Regions from separate parts of the Mus musculus genome. Here all the other regions are linked to region 1. The links are chromatin contacts, called in public HiChIP or PLAC-seq maps. All regions are on one chromosome and are shown on one strand. The core of a region is the stretch at or near the end of the contact, and the rest is flanking DNA. Distances in the headings are between cores, read along the strand shown. Region 1 overlaps Chmp3 (charged multivesicular body protein 3). Region 2 overlaps Reep1 (receptor accessory protein 1). Region 3 overlaps Reep1 (receptor accessory protein 1).

Region 1 (5,016 bases), core at 1,060-3,559:
ATGTGTGGGTACTGAGAATCAAACCCAGGTCTTCTACAATTGCAGCCAGTACTCTTAACCACTGAGCCGTATCTCCAGCCCCCTTTTTTTAAATTTTTATTTATCTGTATGTCTATATACATGCTTGTGGGTGCTGGCAAAGGCCAGAAGAGGGTGTCTGATCCCCCTTGGAGTTAGAGTTACAAGTGGTATCCTTTGCAAGAGCAGCAGATGTTCTTAACCATTGAACCATCTCGAGCTCTATTTATTAGTTCATTTTTTCCAGCTAGTTTTTATGGCCTTTTTTTTCTTTCCTTTTTCTTTCTCTTTACTATCTCCCAGTTTTGATCTTAGAACTCCTGAATTTCAGAAAGTCCCTCAGGACATGCAGACTATATGATATCGTAATTTAGATCCCTTACCTACCGGGTGTCTAGGTCTAAATGTTTGTACTAACTCTGTTTCCAGGTGAGGCTTACATAAGTCACCTGGGCTCAGATACCTTCACTGCCTATTTTTATTGTAATTGCTTCTTATATACATTATCTGCTTATTGTTTTTAGGTATTTGTAAGATTTCTCAGCAATAGTGTGATATGCCTGTATTAACTAAAGGCTAAAGTCTTGAATAGTACTTTTCCTTTTTGGTCTCTTTGACTTAGGTCAAATTGCATTAGGCTTAATTGGGGAGGGGGTCTTGTTAATGATGGTTGTTTTGTTTTTGTTTTTTAAGATTTATTTTATATATATGTATGTATGTATATATATATGTGTGTGTGTATATATATGTGTGTATATATATGTATGTGTGTGTATATATGTGTGTGTATATGTGTGTGTATGTATGTGTGTGTGTATGTATGTGTGTGTGTGCGTGTGTATATATATATATATATATATATATATATATATACATATATATATATATATATATATATAAATTACATTATAGCTGTCTTGAGACACACCAGAAGAAGGCATCAAATCCCATTGCAGATGGTTGTGAGTTACCATATGGTTGCTGGGAATTGAACTTTGAAAGAGCAATCAGTGATCTTAACTGCTGAGCCATTTCTCCAGTCCCAATGATGGTTGTTTTTGAGACAGGGTCTTATTGTATACCTTACACTGGCCTGGAACCCATGATTTTCCTGTCTCCTTAACTACCTCTTTTTTTTTCTTTCTTCATTCAGTTCAGTATATTTGCTTCTTGTTTTCAAGTGTATTTTGCCTACTGTACACATAAAGTGTTGTCATCCTAGAATTTCTAATATTTAGGCAGCTAAGAGGCTCTCATATTCAGAAATAGCATATACCTTTTTACTTTGAATTTTGAGTAAGAAAATTAGGAAGCTACATTCTGCATTTAAATCTGCTTTAGGAATCTATATGTTTTTTAAAAAGTAATTTCTTTTTTTTTTTTTTTTTCAGAATTCTTTTTTTTTTTTTAATTTATTTATTTATTATATGTAAGTACATTGTAGCTGTCTTCAGACACTCCAGAAGAGGGGGTCAGATCTCGTTACGGATGGTTGTGAGCCACCATGTGGTTGCTGGGATTTGAACTCTGCACCTTCGGAAGAGCAGTCGGGTGCTCTAACCCACTGAGCCATCTCACCAGCCCCCTAAAAAGTAATTTCTAAATGAACCAAATATTGAAGATAAAAATAAATTCACAAAAGCACTAGAAGAAAATATATTTAACATTTATAAGAAGATGAAATGAAAAAAATGTTTTTAGAGTCAAATATAAAATCTTATAAAAGAAAAGTTATAAATGCAGCACAAAATGTTTAAAGTTTCTGAACAAAATAAAAATTATTGCTACAAAGTCAAAAGAAAAAGTGACTAGCAATTGTAATCCAAAAGCTGATAGTACAATCCAAAAAAAGCCTTTTGAAAACCATCTAAAAATTACACCAAGACAAAGGAGAGGAACTGGATGTGTAAAGAGGTTTTCAGTCCCAATAAGAAGTTCAGGCTGGTGCCGGGTGTGGTGTTGCACTCCTTTAATCCCAGCACTCAGGAGGCAGAGGCAGGCGGATTTCTGAGTTCGAGGCCAGCCTGGTCTACAAAGTGAGCTCCAGGACAGCCAGAGCTATAAAGAGAAACCCTGTCTCGAAAAACCAAAAAAAAAAAAAAAAGAAGTTCAGGCTGTGCTGTTGGTCACAGGAGCTCATGTAGCCCAAGCTGGCCTTGAACTCCTTATGGGGAAGATGACATTTACCTCTGTTCCTCCTGTCTCTGCTTTTCCTTAAGTACTAAGGTCACAAAACATGTGTCTGTGCACCTGGCTTTATGTGAAGCTGGGAGTTGAACAAGGGTTTTCTGCATCCTCAGCAAGTACCACATCAATGGAGCTACATCCCTAGCCCCCGGATATGCTTTGAATGATATAATCACATTTCTGTCCAAGGGCATAGGTTTCTGGGGGCTGGTGAGATGGCTCTCAGCAGATGAAGATGCTTGCTGCCAAGCCTGACAACCCAGATTTGATCCCCAGGACCCACATGGTGGAAGGAAACAGCTGACTCCAAAAAGTTGTCCTCCAGCATCCATCACATACCTATATAGCAGCCTACAGTAGACTCATATGAAACATGACTTTCCAACTCAAGATCAAGAAAGATGACTCGGGGTTTATGCTCACTCATTTAGTGTAATTAATAATTGATTCAAAAATCATGAAAGTAATTTTGGCTATATTAGAATTTAAATATATACCTTCTTTCATATCAAAACATGCTCTCAAACATGAAAGTATTTATAGGAATTGTTAGTTGGACAAGTTGCCACAATGCCTGTAATCTCAGAACTTGGGAGGTAGAGAGAGTCTAGCCATTGAATTCACAGCCAACCCTCTTCTCTTTCCCCCTCCCCCTCCCCATCTCTCCTCTCCCCCTTCTCCCCCTCCCCCTCCTCCTCCTCTCCTTTTCTTTTTCTCTCCTTTTCTTTTTCTCTTCTCTTCTTTTTCCTTCCTATCCTATCCTACCCTATCCTGGAACGACTGTGTAGACCAGACTGACTTTGAACTCACAGAGATTCACCTGCCTCTGCATTCCAGTGCTAGAATCAAAGACATGAACCACCATTCCTAGTAAGGCCAGCCATTTTCATTCTGGCAGATTTTACAGAGGAGTCAAAGAATATATTCTTTTTCTTGTAATTTTTCTTTGAGAATTAAGAACATTTTAAGTCATCTTTCATTATTGTTTATAAACTTGGCATATGTGTCTATGGGTCATGTTAAAATCATTTACTTTCATGAGATTTTAACTTCCTTATTTGCATTTTTGATTTGGTACCAAATTTAGCCATGGCAGTGTAACATGGAGAGAGCCAAGTCCCAACCAGGCATGATGGTGCACACCTTTAGTCTCTGCACTTAGCAGGCAGAGGGAGGTGGATGTCAGTGAGTTGGAGGTGACCTGGTCTACATAGCCAGTTCCAGGACATCTAGGGCTACATAGTAAGATCCTGTTTCAAAACAATAACAATTAAAAAGAAGAAAATGGAGTCAAACCTACTGTGTAAATGGCCATGCCAAGTAATTACCATTGAATGCAAGTAGTCATAATAGAGAAAAAGTGTGGTAAAACATACAAGACCTTAAGTAGACACATGGCTCTCCAGTGTTTACCACAATATCACCCTCACTTAAAGTAATAGTTTAAGTGAAACATCTCATCACATAAAATTTTTGTCATTAATGTTTGACTTTGAACTTTTTGATGTTTCATTTGTTTTGCATTAATTTTGTAATTTGTATATATTTGTAAACATCAGAAAAATTTACCCAGTTAGTAAAATGCAGATACTTAAAGCCAACACTGGGAAGACATTGCTAATAGTGGAACTGATAGCATTTTGCTTTTCTTCAGTGAGGGATTGAATCAATAAATTGTGGCTTATTCGAGCTTGACATGGCACTCTGCTGTGCCTTTTTCATAGGCAAGCAAGGTTATTGGCTGTAAGTATAGCATGTACTCTGAGGGTAAATGGTATGTATTTGTGCAAGTATATAAATAAGTATAAGTGGATCAATATATATTCTTTATTATGGTAAAATGTAAGTCTGCAAAATTAGAGTAAATAGCCAGATAGATTAGTAAGTATCCACCATTAGCTTAAAAATGTGATTCCTATCTGTGCCCTTTGACTTTGTGTCTTCCCCTATTTCCTGTGCTCCCTCTGCCAATCTGAGATACCATTGCATCTATTCTCCTGTGCATTTCTAAGGGGAAGAGTTCTGTAGCTATTCCTGGATAGTTGTTTCCATTTGGGTCTTGCGCGCCCTGACTCACCAGCAAGAACGACGCTGCAACAGGATCCTTCTGCACACATTTATTGGGAGAGCTTGATTGCAGAGGCAAAGAGACCCCAAGCCCAGAACTGGTGCTGCTTATATAGGCCTAGGAGAGGCGTGTCTCACACCCGGATTGGTTATGCATGGGTTATGCTTACCACCTCATTTGTATGTCTCACATCTGATTGGTTAACTTGTCTCTCATCTGATTGGTTAATTCTCAAAACCTCATCTTGGCCAAAAAAAAAAAAAAAAACTTTACTGCCTATGTATGCGTGGTGGCCAGCGGTAGCCAGTGCCACCCTGCAACGGCACATGTGGCTTCCCACATTTGGGAACTTAAACCTATCAGTTCTTTTATATCTGTTTTCTTTTTACTGTCTTTTCTTCTGAAAGCAAGTGATTTTAGTCTTTTGTTGGATTTTTCAGACTAATGTTTTAATTTTCTTTCATATCATTTGTTTTGGGTTTTTTTGGGGAGGGTTGTTTTTGTTTTGTTTGTTTTGTTTTGTTTTAAGACAGGGTTTCTCTGTGTAACAGCCCTTGCCTGTACTGGACCTCATTTTGCCCACCAGGTTGTCCTCAAACTCACAGAGATCTATCTGCCTCTACCTCCTTAAAATTTTGATGCTGGGATTAAAGCCGTGCACTACTACTGTCCAGCTTCTTACATGTTTTTTTATTTTGAAGATAATTATATTCAGACCCATGTGGTGCATAACTTTAATCCCA
Region 2 (5,016 bases), core at 1,497-3,996, 210 kb after region 1:
TATCTCAGGGGGGAAAAGTGTATATTTGCACATGTTTAGATATAGTGGCTGGTCATGGTGGCTCACACCTATAATCCTACCTCTCAAGATGCTAAGGCAAGAAGATTACAAGTTTGAGCCACAAAATAAGAGCCTGTCTCCGTAAAAGTGGTAAAATTATATAAAAATGTTGTCTGTCATTATTGATAAAACTTTTCACAAACTAGAAAAAGATAAAAAGATTAGCAGTCTAACTCCTCAAAGATTACATATCTCCAGTTCTAATACTCAGAAGGAGGAAGCAGGTGGACTTCCTGACACACATCAAAGACTGACAAGAATGGTCTAAATAGTGAGTCTCAGGCCACCCAGGGTCATCCAGGCCCTTGACTCAAAAAACAAATTAATTAAGCCGGGAGTGGTGGTGCACACCTTTAATCCCAGTACTAGGGAGGCAGAGGCAGGCGGATTTCTGAGTTCGAGGCCAGCCTGGTCTACAAAGTGAGTTCCAGGACAGCCAGGGCTATACAGAGAAACCCTGTCTTGAAAAACCAAAAAAATTAAAATTAAAATTAATTAATTAATTAACTATCAAAACAATCTTTTTTTTTAAAAAATCACATTTAGCCCCAGTCATTCTGCAGATAATAAGATCTCTACATGTACTGTTAACCACTTTATATAGACTCTTTTTTCAATAGTTGTCAAATTTAGCCTGAGAACAGTGGTACACAGGCATGCAGTCCCAGACCTTGGTAAGAACAAGAGAGGGAAATTTACAGAGCTAAGGACTTCCAGAGCAGTGCAGCTAGCATAAGACGAGTTGGTCTTGTGCTGAAGAGATGGCTCAGTGCTTGAGAGCATTGGCTGCCCTTCCAAAGGTCCTGAGTTCAATTCCCAGCAACCACATTGTGGCTAACAGCCATCTGTAACAGAATCTGATTTCTTCTTCTGGTGTGCATGAAGACAGAACACTCAGATATATAATATAAATAAAAGAAGAGCCCATCTCAGAGAAACAGAGAAACAAAAACTCAGCATAGAGGACTGGGAAGGTAGCTCGGCTAGTGGAATGCTTGCTTAGCATCACAGAGCCAGGGGTTTAACATCCAGTACTGTCTAGAACCAGGCACGGTGGCACACACCTGCAATCCCAGCACTTAGAAGGTGGAGGCAAAAGTTCAAAGGACATCCTAAGTTGTCTTCCAGGCCAGCCTGAGTTACTTGAAATCCTATCTCTAGGTAAATAAATACATTCTTAATATAAATAAAATAGTTGCATTCAAGAAGATGGCTCAGTGTTGTGCAAGCATGAGGAGCTGTGTTTATAAGCCCAGCAGCATGTAGACAGGCAGGGTGGGAAGTGGGGAGGGGTGGTAGACACAAACAGATGCCAGGGGCTCAGTGTCGGCTGGGCTAGCCAACATGGTGAGCTCCAGGTTCAATGAGAGACCTTGCCTCAAAAGCTAAGGTAGAAGGCCAGCTAAATGGTGCACAGGATACATATGCTCGCCACCAAACCTGAAAACCTGAGTTTGAGCCCCAGAACCCAGATGGGAGAGAAAGAGAACTGACTCTTGCAGGTAATATTCATGCACCAAGGCTGTATACACACACCTAAATAACTGTACATTTAAAATATTTATTTTAGTAGAGAGCAGTAGAGGAGACACGCAATGTGCACACATGAGTGCATACACACCCCACAGACACGAGCATACAGCACACGTACCACATAAACGAATAGGAATGAGTCATGGCCTAGTGACTCAGAGCAACAGAACTGTTTTCTTCTACTAAATACTGAGATTGTTCCAATGTTCTTGTTACAGGCAACTCTGCCCTGAGCACTACCACTCATTCAGATCCTTCTTTTGTCTTAATGAATTCCCAAGAGTGGGATTACCGGGCTAAATGATCCTAGCAGTATATACTTCATTAATTGCATTATTTTTCTAACCTAATTGTGTAGTAGAATTCTTTAAAATAAAATAGGTACCTGTTACGTTTTGAATAGGAACTTCTCTGCCTCCAGTCTCTTGGGTTTGAAGAGTTTGTAGTGCTGTGTTGGGAGGCTGTGAAATCTTTTAAACATGGGGCCTAAGGGGCAAATGTGGGTTGTGGGGCAGGAATTCAAGTTTATATTTGCCTCTGGTCCTCATATACTGAGACCTCTATTTCCTGGTTGTGCCATATAAGAAATAGTGGCCACATGTTCCTACCACTATGACTTTGAGCAGCTCCCACCAACGTGTCTTGCCCAACATGGTGGACTACACCATCTCAAACCACCAAGGAGGAAAAACACTCTTTCCTGAGTTTGTCAGGAATCTCTCACAACACCAAGAAATGAACAAACACAGAGTTAGCTCCTGCTGGTTCACTAGTGTCTGTACTTTCTGAAGTTCAATGCTTTGGACTTCTGGCCAGCCCTCAACAGCACCTTTGGAACCAAGCCCACAGCTGCCCCCCCTCCACCTCAGAAAGGTGGGGGTTAGAGATCTAGATACCTCTTCACTTGCTCATCTCCTTCTCCCCAAATGTTGTCTTCTTTGAAGCTGTATCCTGTCCACTGGAGGGAAAGTGGTGTCTTAAGAGCTGCCAAGAATCACTCCTTAGTCTGCTGGATCACAGAGCCTGGGCCCTCCTGGGGAGGCTGTGAAGAGGGATAGCAGCTGGGGCTGCCTGAGCCCCCCAACCCCAACCCCCCGCCCCAACCCCAGACCTCAAAGCAAAGGAAACTCACTATGGGAGCAGAGCTTCAAACAAGACTGAGGCCACAAGTCTTACTGAACTGTTAAACGAACCACTGTGACTACCATACACCCACCTTCTCAGGACAACGAAAGGTGTAAAACAAAGAAGTAAACAGTAGAGTTGATCCAGACCCAAGCTGAATTTGCAGTATTGCACCTCGCTTTGGTCAGGAGACCTCCGTGCTGTTTCCCATCTTGCTACACTGGAAGACTTTAATTTCCTTTATTTCAGCATCTGTTAAACTTATGTCCCTTCTCCACCAAAATAATGCCTGTTTCTTTCTTTACCCAATTCCTCCTATCATTGCTCACATGGGGCAGTATCTCAGAATACCAGAATGAGAAAATTGCAAGGTTTCCATCATCTGTCTTGAAGATGAAGATGATGGAGACTGTCATGTGTGGTAGCCAAGGTGCTCACCTTGTTAACCCTCGCCATGCACCGCAAGTGAAGTGCCATCATTACTGTCTGTTTCTAGAAGAGAAAACTGTTAAGAGGGTCTGGAGAGATGTATTGCTGGAATTTCCAACCCCAATAAGCCCATATAAAAAACATGCAATCCAGTTATTATAATTATAAGTCATAAACCTAGATTGGGCAGATATAACATACTAACTTATTCCCCAGCTATAAGACCCCTTGCCACTTGTGGTTTCTCCTGGCCACCTGGTTCTGCTCTATCATGGCTTCCTCCTCCTCTCTCCTCCTCCTTCCCTTCTCGTCCTCTTTCCTTCTCCCTCTGCCCCCACTCTCACACTTCCACCTTTCCCCTCCACTGCCCAATCACAGGCTCTAGCCTTTATTAACCACATAAAATGGGGACAATGAGATCACCTGCAGAATTAACATCAGAATACGAACAGCATCAGGACAACTCACAGCAAGATGGCTCAGCAGTTAAGATCACTGGCTGCTCTTCCAGAGGACCTGGGTTCTGTTTCTAGCACTCATAACCAACTGTAACTATAGTTCCAGGGAATCAGACTCCCTCTTTGCTATCCACAGGCACTGCATGCACACGGTGCACCTACATACATGCAGACAAAACACTGTTAAACATAATATAAATCTTAAAAATAGAACAAACCCAAACAAAATAAACCCCCAAGTTTTGCCACCGATTAGCTGAGGTCAGAGCTTGAAGCTTTGTTCTCGGTATCCCAGCATGCTGGATGCTGTCTGTCTTGTGGAGCAGCTTCTCGGGGAAAAGCAGGATTGTCTGCATCCCTAGGACTGAGAGGACCTTTAGAGATAACCCAGGACTTAGGTCAGTGAGTTATTATTGGATGCTTACTTATTCAGAATTCCCCTTCGCACTTGGCAATAGCTAACCCATCTTCCTCCACCCTCCTATCTATGAACATATATTCAAAATGTCTATGGTGTTTCAGGCCAGTGAGAGTCACCCACCAGGCAAGCTGCCAAGCCCAGTGCTTGGGAAGAGAGGAGGAGAAGAGAAGTATTTGAACTTGCCAACTCAGTGCGCCTCTGCTTCTTCTCCGACAGGAAATCGATGACTGCCTGGTCCAAGCAAAAGATCGAAGCTATGACGCCCTTGTGCACTTTGGGAAGCGGGGCTTGAATGTGGCAGCCACTGCAGCTGTGATGGCTGCCTCCAAGGTATAGTACCACAGGGTCCTGGCTCCCGTGGCTGGTGAACATCTCAGTCCCCCAGTTGCCTCTGGCTGTCACTTATGTAGATTGCACAGGAGAGGATAAAGGCCAACTGGCAACTCTTAATATTTATCTTTTTAAGTCCCTTTAAAGGTATGAGGGAGGACGATGGTGACTTTTTCCTTCAGGGCATTCTCCTTTATATATATGCAAGTGTATATACACTCATACATGTGTGATAGCAGAACTTTCCCAGAGCCCTTGAAACTCCTTGTGGATCACAGGTAGGCTGGAGAGATGGTTCAGCAGTTAGGAGCGCATGCTGCTCTTGCAGAAGACTCATTTGGTCCCCACCACAGTCAGGTAGCTCACAACTGCCTGTATCTCCAGCTCCAAGAGGGGGTACCCGCACTCATGTGCACAGATCCTCACACAGACATGCACATAATTAAAAATAAAATAATCTTGGGGGAGGGGGGAACATTCTAATCTACCTGAAACTGAGGTGTGAGAGAAGAAAATAGGAAAAGGGGAGGGAAAAGACGTCTTTATTCTGTTTCCCAGGGTGCACCAGTAGAATCATCTAAACTCAAAGTGGACAGGTAGAGAGAGATCGTCCCTGTTCACGTGGTCCATCACATCCTGAGAAGGGATTCGGGGTCTTAG
Region 3 (5,016 bases), core at 1,501-4,000, 190 kb after region 1:
GTTCTGTCTGAGGTTGCCAGCTCCTTTAAGATCTGAGACTGTGTAGCTTTTGTACCCAGTCTGTTTGCACTGAGGTGACAATTGCAAGTGGCTTTGTCATTTGAAGTAAAAGTATGAAGCCCTTCTAGGTCTGACACTCTGTTCATTTAAAAATACCTATTAGGCTGTGTGTGGTGGTGCCACCTTGAATTCCAGAACTCAGGAGACATTAGCAGCCAGAACTCTTGAGAGTCTGAGGCCGTCCTGGTCTACATAGGCCAACCAGAGCTACAAAGTGAGACTCTGTTTCAGAAACATAAATATATACTGGGTGGGTAAAATGGCTCAGTGTGTAAAGGTGCTTGCTGCCAAGCCTGATGACCTGAGTTCGATCCCTGGGACTCACATTGTGGAACCAAAAATACTGACTCTCACAAGTTGTCCTCTGACTTCCATGTGTGTGTCATGGTACCCATTTGAATACATACACAAATGAATAAATTTTTAAAACACCTGTTCTCAGGCATAGAGTTGCATGCCTGCAACCCCAGTACTCGGCAGGCTGAGCCAAGGAGGTCTTCAGGTTGAGGTCCGCCTAGAGCAAATAATGAGGACCTGTGCTCAGCCCTCGGTGCATTTATAGTTCACTGGTGAGATGCCTATCAAAGTGCCAAGTGAAAGAACACCATGATGCTATGTACAAGATGCTGAGAAAGTTCATTGGGAAGAGTTGAGCTAGTCTGGGAAGTCAGAGGGGTGTCCAGAGAATCATGTGGGAGTCGGGATCTAATGGATGAGCAGGTATTAATAAAAAAAAAAAAAAAAAAAAAAAAAGACAGGGAAGATTCCAGAAGAAAGCAGCATTGACAAAGGTAAGGTATCAAGAACGGGCAGGTAGAGCTTCCCCTGAAGATGGATCTCAGATGCAGGCCTGAGAGTTAACTACTCACTGACCCTAGTGAGAGAAGTGAAGGCAGAGGAGGTGTGCTGATGGGAGGAGATGTGGACCTGGTTAGATTTGTGAATATGAAAGCTTATGCTGGCTGCAAGATGCTGAGGCCAAATTCAATGATCCTAGGCTTCCAGCATCTGCTGGTGGAGATCAACATCAGGAGAGGAAGCCATCCTTCCACAGAGCCTTAGCTGCTGTCTCCTCCTGTCTTAACCTCCATAATTCTTGGTCGCCCTTCCATATTGCCCAAGCCAAGATAGAAGGAAGTGTGTGGGTGGCTGTCTCAGGAAAAGGTGTTTCTAAGAATTATGTAGCAGTGAACGGGAAACCTTCAGGGGAGTTATTTCCCTGGCTTGAATGGTTCCCTGGATATGATGTTTTATGATTTCCATCAAGCAGGATGGGTGAAAATCATGTCTCTCTTTTTCCTTTGTCTCGTCTCTGCAGGCTTATATTTGGCACCCTTTATCCTGCATATTATTCATACAAGGCTGTGAAGTCCAAGGACATTAAAGAATATGTAAGTGAAGCCGCTCACTGGGGGCGGGTGGCTCAGCGTGAATGGTGGAGGAACTTGTCCCTTAGTCTGGGTCTGTGGCAGAAGGGAACCTATCACCCTTCTCATGTGACTCCTCAGAAGTCCTGTCCCCATCCAAAGCTGTCCCCTGTCCAGACCCTAAGTATCAAAGTGAGGAAAGCAGCGAACTGTAAGGAGAAACTGAATCTGGGACTCGGGGTCAGGTGCCATGGTGACTTCATCTCTCTGGCCAGTTCCCTCACCCGGGGAACTGCAGACCACAGACCACAGACCACCTTCTTCCCCCAGAGACGGCACACAGGTTTGAGAAGCCATGTGACCTGGGTTATTACCTGGCTCGCTGGTTCTGACCCGCTTCCAGTCTGTCCTCCGACACCAGTTTTAGCCTGGTTGACGTGTCAGCTCTTTGAGGGTGGGGGTGTTCCTAATCAGCTCTCTGCAGCACTTGGCAGAGAGCTGAGCCCATGGCAATGGAAAAGCAAAATCTTTTAAAGTATGAATGGATTAATTCAGAGCTAGCTTGAAAGTCATTATTTTCGTGGATTTCCCAAGAAGTCTTTATGATGAACACCTCCAGTTCAGCTGCAACCAAAGCCCAGCCCCCTTGCTCCCTGTTCCCAGAACCACTTACTTCAGCTGCTCCTAACAGGGGACCCAGAGTGGGTGACTTCTGGAGGCCCATCCCTGGTATGTGTGAGGACAGCCCTGTGCCCATGCTATAAATAGCCAAAAAGCTGCAAACACAGAGGCTCCCAGTTCTCAACTGACACAGCCCAGGCTAAAGCAATAGGCAGCTTCTTCTTCCAGTGCTTCCCCCTCCCGAGCCCTCCCCACCTGTGGTACTCAGCAGCTGGGCCTGGGAGGGAGGCCTTACTGAGGTCTCTGTAATTCAAGGCTGATCCGCTCCAGGGCAGGGGCTGAGCACGCTTGCTCGCAGGCAGCTGGGCGAGATCAAACCCTGGTAAATCGTTCTGTGCTGACTCAGCTCACAGGAGCCTGGTGTATGGCCAGAGTGGCAGCTCATTCATTTTGAGTGAGACCTAACTGACAAGTAGAACAGCTGTCTGTTGGCTGGGGTGTGCACACTTCCCCATGGGGGAGCTTGGCAGTTAAGGTTAGAAGGTTTCTGGGTAAAACTGGCTTTGGGAGATGGGAGCTGAGGAGAATCAGGGGAGACTTGCCTCCTCCTGCTGCCCCTCACACACGCACACTGTCACATATGTTCAGTGCGTACTCTCAAAGCCCCCACTCTAGCATGCTCAGTGCCATATCACATGTGCACTCACACGGTTCATGTTTCCTTCTTGTGGTCTGTTTGATTTTATTTCTGTTGCTGTGATGAAATGCTCGGACTAGGGGCTGGAGAGATGGTTCAGTGGTAAGAGCACTTGCTGTTTTTCCAGAGGACCTGAATTAAGTGGCTCTCAACACCTGTTACTCCAATTCTAGGGCATCTGATGCCCTTTTCTGCTCTCTGAAAGCACCTAAACACACATTACTACACACTCACGCACACACACACACACACACACACACTCACACGCAGAGAGAGAGAGCAAGGCACAGAGACACAGACAGACAGACAGGAATTAAAAAAATAAAAAGAAATCTTAAAACTTTAAATAAGGAAACACTTTGACCAAAAGCAACTTTGGGGAAGAAAAGAAGTTGGCTTAAACGTCTAGATGACTCCATCACTGATGATCTCCATCACTGAGAGAAGCAAGGGCAAGAACTCAAGCAGGATCTTAAAGGCAGGCTGCTTGCTAGTCATGCAGGAGTGCCTCTAACATAGAAATTCACTCACAGCCAAGGAAGTCTAGCAGAACCATGGCAAATGCTGTTTTGATGGCTCACTTGGGCTCATGGTCAGCTAACTTCCTTATACCACCTAGTACCACCTGCCCAGGGATTGGCGCTGCCCACAGTGGGCAGATCCCTCCCATATCAATTAACAATCAAGACAGTCTCTCATAGGCATGGCCACAGGTCAATTTGATCTAGGGAATTATTTTTCTTTTTTTCTTTCTTTTTTATTCTTCTCTCATATATTACACCCTGCCTGCAGTTTCTCTCCCCCCCCCCCCACCCACCTTCCCCTTTCTCCATGATCAACCCCCTTCCACCTCCCCTCAGAAAAGACCAGGCAGGCCTCCCAGGGACATCAACCAAACACTGGATAACAAGCTACAGTAAGACCCAGCAACAGTGAGGCCCGGCATGTACCATCATCAAGGCTGGACAAGGCAACCCAGCAGGAGGAAAGGAGTTGACAAAAGAGTCAGGAACAGCCCCTGCTCCCAATGTTAAGATTCCCACAAAAAAACACATCCGTAGCACATAAGTAGAGGACCTAGGTCAGACCCATACAGGTTCCCTGCTCTCTTAAGTTCCCATGAGTCCCAGTCAGTTGATTCTGTGGGCTGTGTGTCCCTGACCCGTCTGGCTCCTCTGATCCTTCCTCCTGCTCCTCTGCAGGGCTCCCTGGGCTGCCCAATGGTTGGCTGTAGGACTCTGCACCTGTCCCCATCAGTTGCTGGATGAACTCTCTCCGGACTCTTTGATGTTTGTTTTGTTAGGCTCTGGTCCCAGAACACGCTGCAGGCAGGACAAGCTATAGGTTGAAGGTCTTGTGGCTGGGTTGGTGTCCCAATCCCTCCACTTGAGGCCTTGCCTGGTTACAGAAGATGGCTGGTTCAGGCCCCCTGTCCTTCATTACTAGGAGTCTTTGCAAGGATTATTCTCGGAGAGCCCACGGGGTTTCCATTGCACTGGGTTTCCACCTTGCCATTGAAATGCCCCCCAATTCCAGTCATTTCTCTAAATATTTTCTGCCCCCCAACACCCTGTTCCCAACCCCACCCACCCTCAGTGCAGCCCTGAAATCTAGTCTATTTCGATCTCTTGAATTTCTTGATGAAGATTTTCTTCCATATGATTCTCAGCTGTGGCACCTCATAACCCCATTTGTACAGGAGACGACCTGGAACTTTCCCGGGACTCCAGCCTCTCCTTCACTATCCAGCTGCATCACTTCTCATGCCCAGTTGGTGACTGTGCCCATCATCCTCAGGGCCATGTCATCTCCCAACGCAGATCTCCTGTCGTTCTCTACAGCCGCTCCCTGGGGTCTGCTTCAGATCATTTTCCCTGAGAAGAGTCAGTGGTCTCTTGAACTAGCTTTTAAACATATTTATTTATTGTTTTTAAATTGGTTATACCCGAAATTATATTCATTATCTATAATTTATAAAATATGTACAAAAACATAGGTTATTGAATAATGCTATTTTATTTTATTTTATTTTATTTTATTTTATGGGTATGGATGTTTTGCCTGCTTGTCCTAGTGTACCATGTGCCCGCAGTGCCCTCAGTAGCCAGAAAAGGGCATCAAATCCCCTGGGACTGGAGTTACAGATGGTTGTGAGCCACCATGTAATTTATGGGAATTGAACCCAGGTCCTCTGGAAGAAGAGCCAGTACTCTCAATGGCTGAGCTCTCTCTTTAGCTCAGGATGATGCAAAATTTGAAGACTGTAACAAT

Evidence for each region. HiChIP or PLAC-seq counts read pairs in DNA pulled down with a chosen protein or histone mark.
Region 2: an H3K27ac HiChIP or PLAC-seq map of T-cell acute lymphoblastic leukemia shows a contact between it and region 1, with 2.1 times the contacts expected there. The contact joins two enhancer-like sites. A contact is called at or near these places in 1 of 484 Hi-C or Micro-C datasets (nephron progenitors), 3 of 115 datasets of contacts at active chromatin or transcription factors (T-cell acute lymphoblastic leukemia and embryonic stem cells) and 2 of 9 other capture datasets (adipose tissue and embryonic stem cells).
Region 3: a contact with region 1 is called in an H3K27ac HiChIP or PLAC-seq map of T-cell acute lymphoblastic leukemia, with 3 times the contacts expected there. The contact joins two enhancer-like sites. A contact is called at or near these places in 2 of 115 datasets of contacts at active chromatin or transcription factors (T-cell acute lymphoblastic leukemia and embryonic stem cells) and 1 of 9 other capture datasets (embryonic stem cells).

The regions. Positions count from the first base shown.
Region 1 is chr6:71,562,517-71,567,532 of GRCm38.p6, forward strand. The region is part of intron 3 of Chmp3 (charged multivesicular body protein 3); the gene reads left to right. Among named protein-coding and RNA genes, the nearest start is that of Chmp3, 21 kb to the left of the region's middle. Within about 2 kb of position 2,310, at least 7 of the 459 cell types and tissues checked have an H3K27ac peak or open chromatin away from gene starts, as enhancers often do. A contact at or near this core is called in T-cell acute lymphoblastic leukemia, where this site is marked.
Region 2 is chr6:71,776,480-71,781,495 of GRCm38.p6, forward strand. It overlaps Reep1 (receptor accessory protein 1), which reads left to right. Exons shown (of 7, transcript NM_178608.4): 5 at 4,243-4,356. Among named protein-coding and RNA genes, the nearest start is that of Mrpl35, 45 kb to the right of the region's middle. Within about 2 kb of position 2,747, at least 15 of the 459 cell types and tissues checked have an H3K27ac peak or open chromatin away from gene starts, as enhancers often do. A contact at or near this core is called in T-cell acute lymphoblastic leukemia, where this site is marked.
Region 3 is chr6:71,754,986-71,760,001 of GRCm38.p6, forward strand. Reep1 (receptor accessory protein 1) reads left to right here. Exons shown (of 7, transcript NM_178608.4): 2 at 1,379-1,451. Among named protein-coding and RNA genes, the nearest start is that of Reep1, 50 kb to the left of the region's middle. Within about 2 kb of position 2,751, at least 136 of the 459 cell types and tissues checked have an H3K27ac peak or open chromatin away from gene starts, as enhancers often do. A contact at or near this core is called in T-cell acute lymphoblastic leukemia, where this site is marked.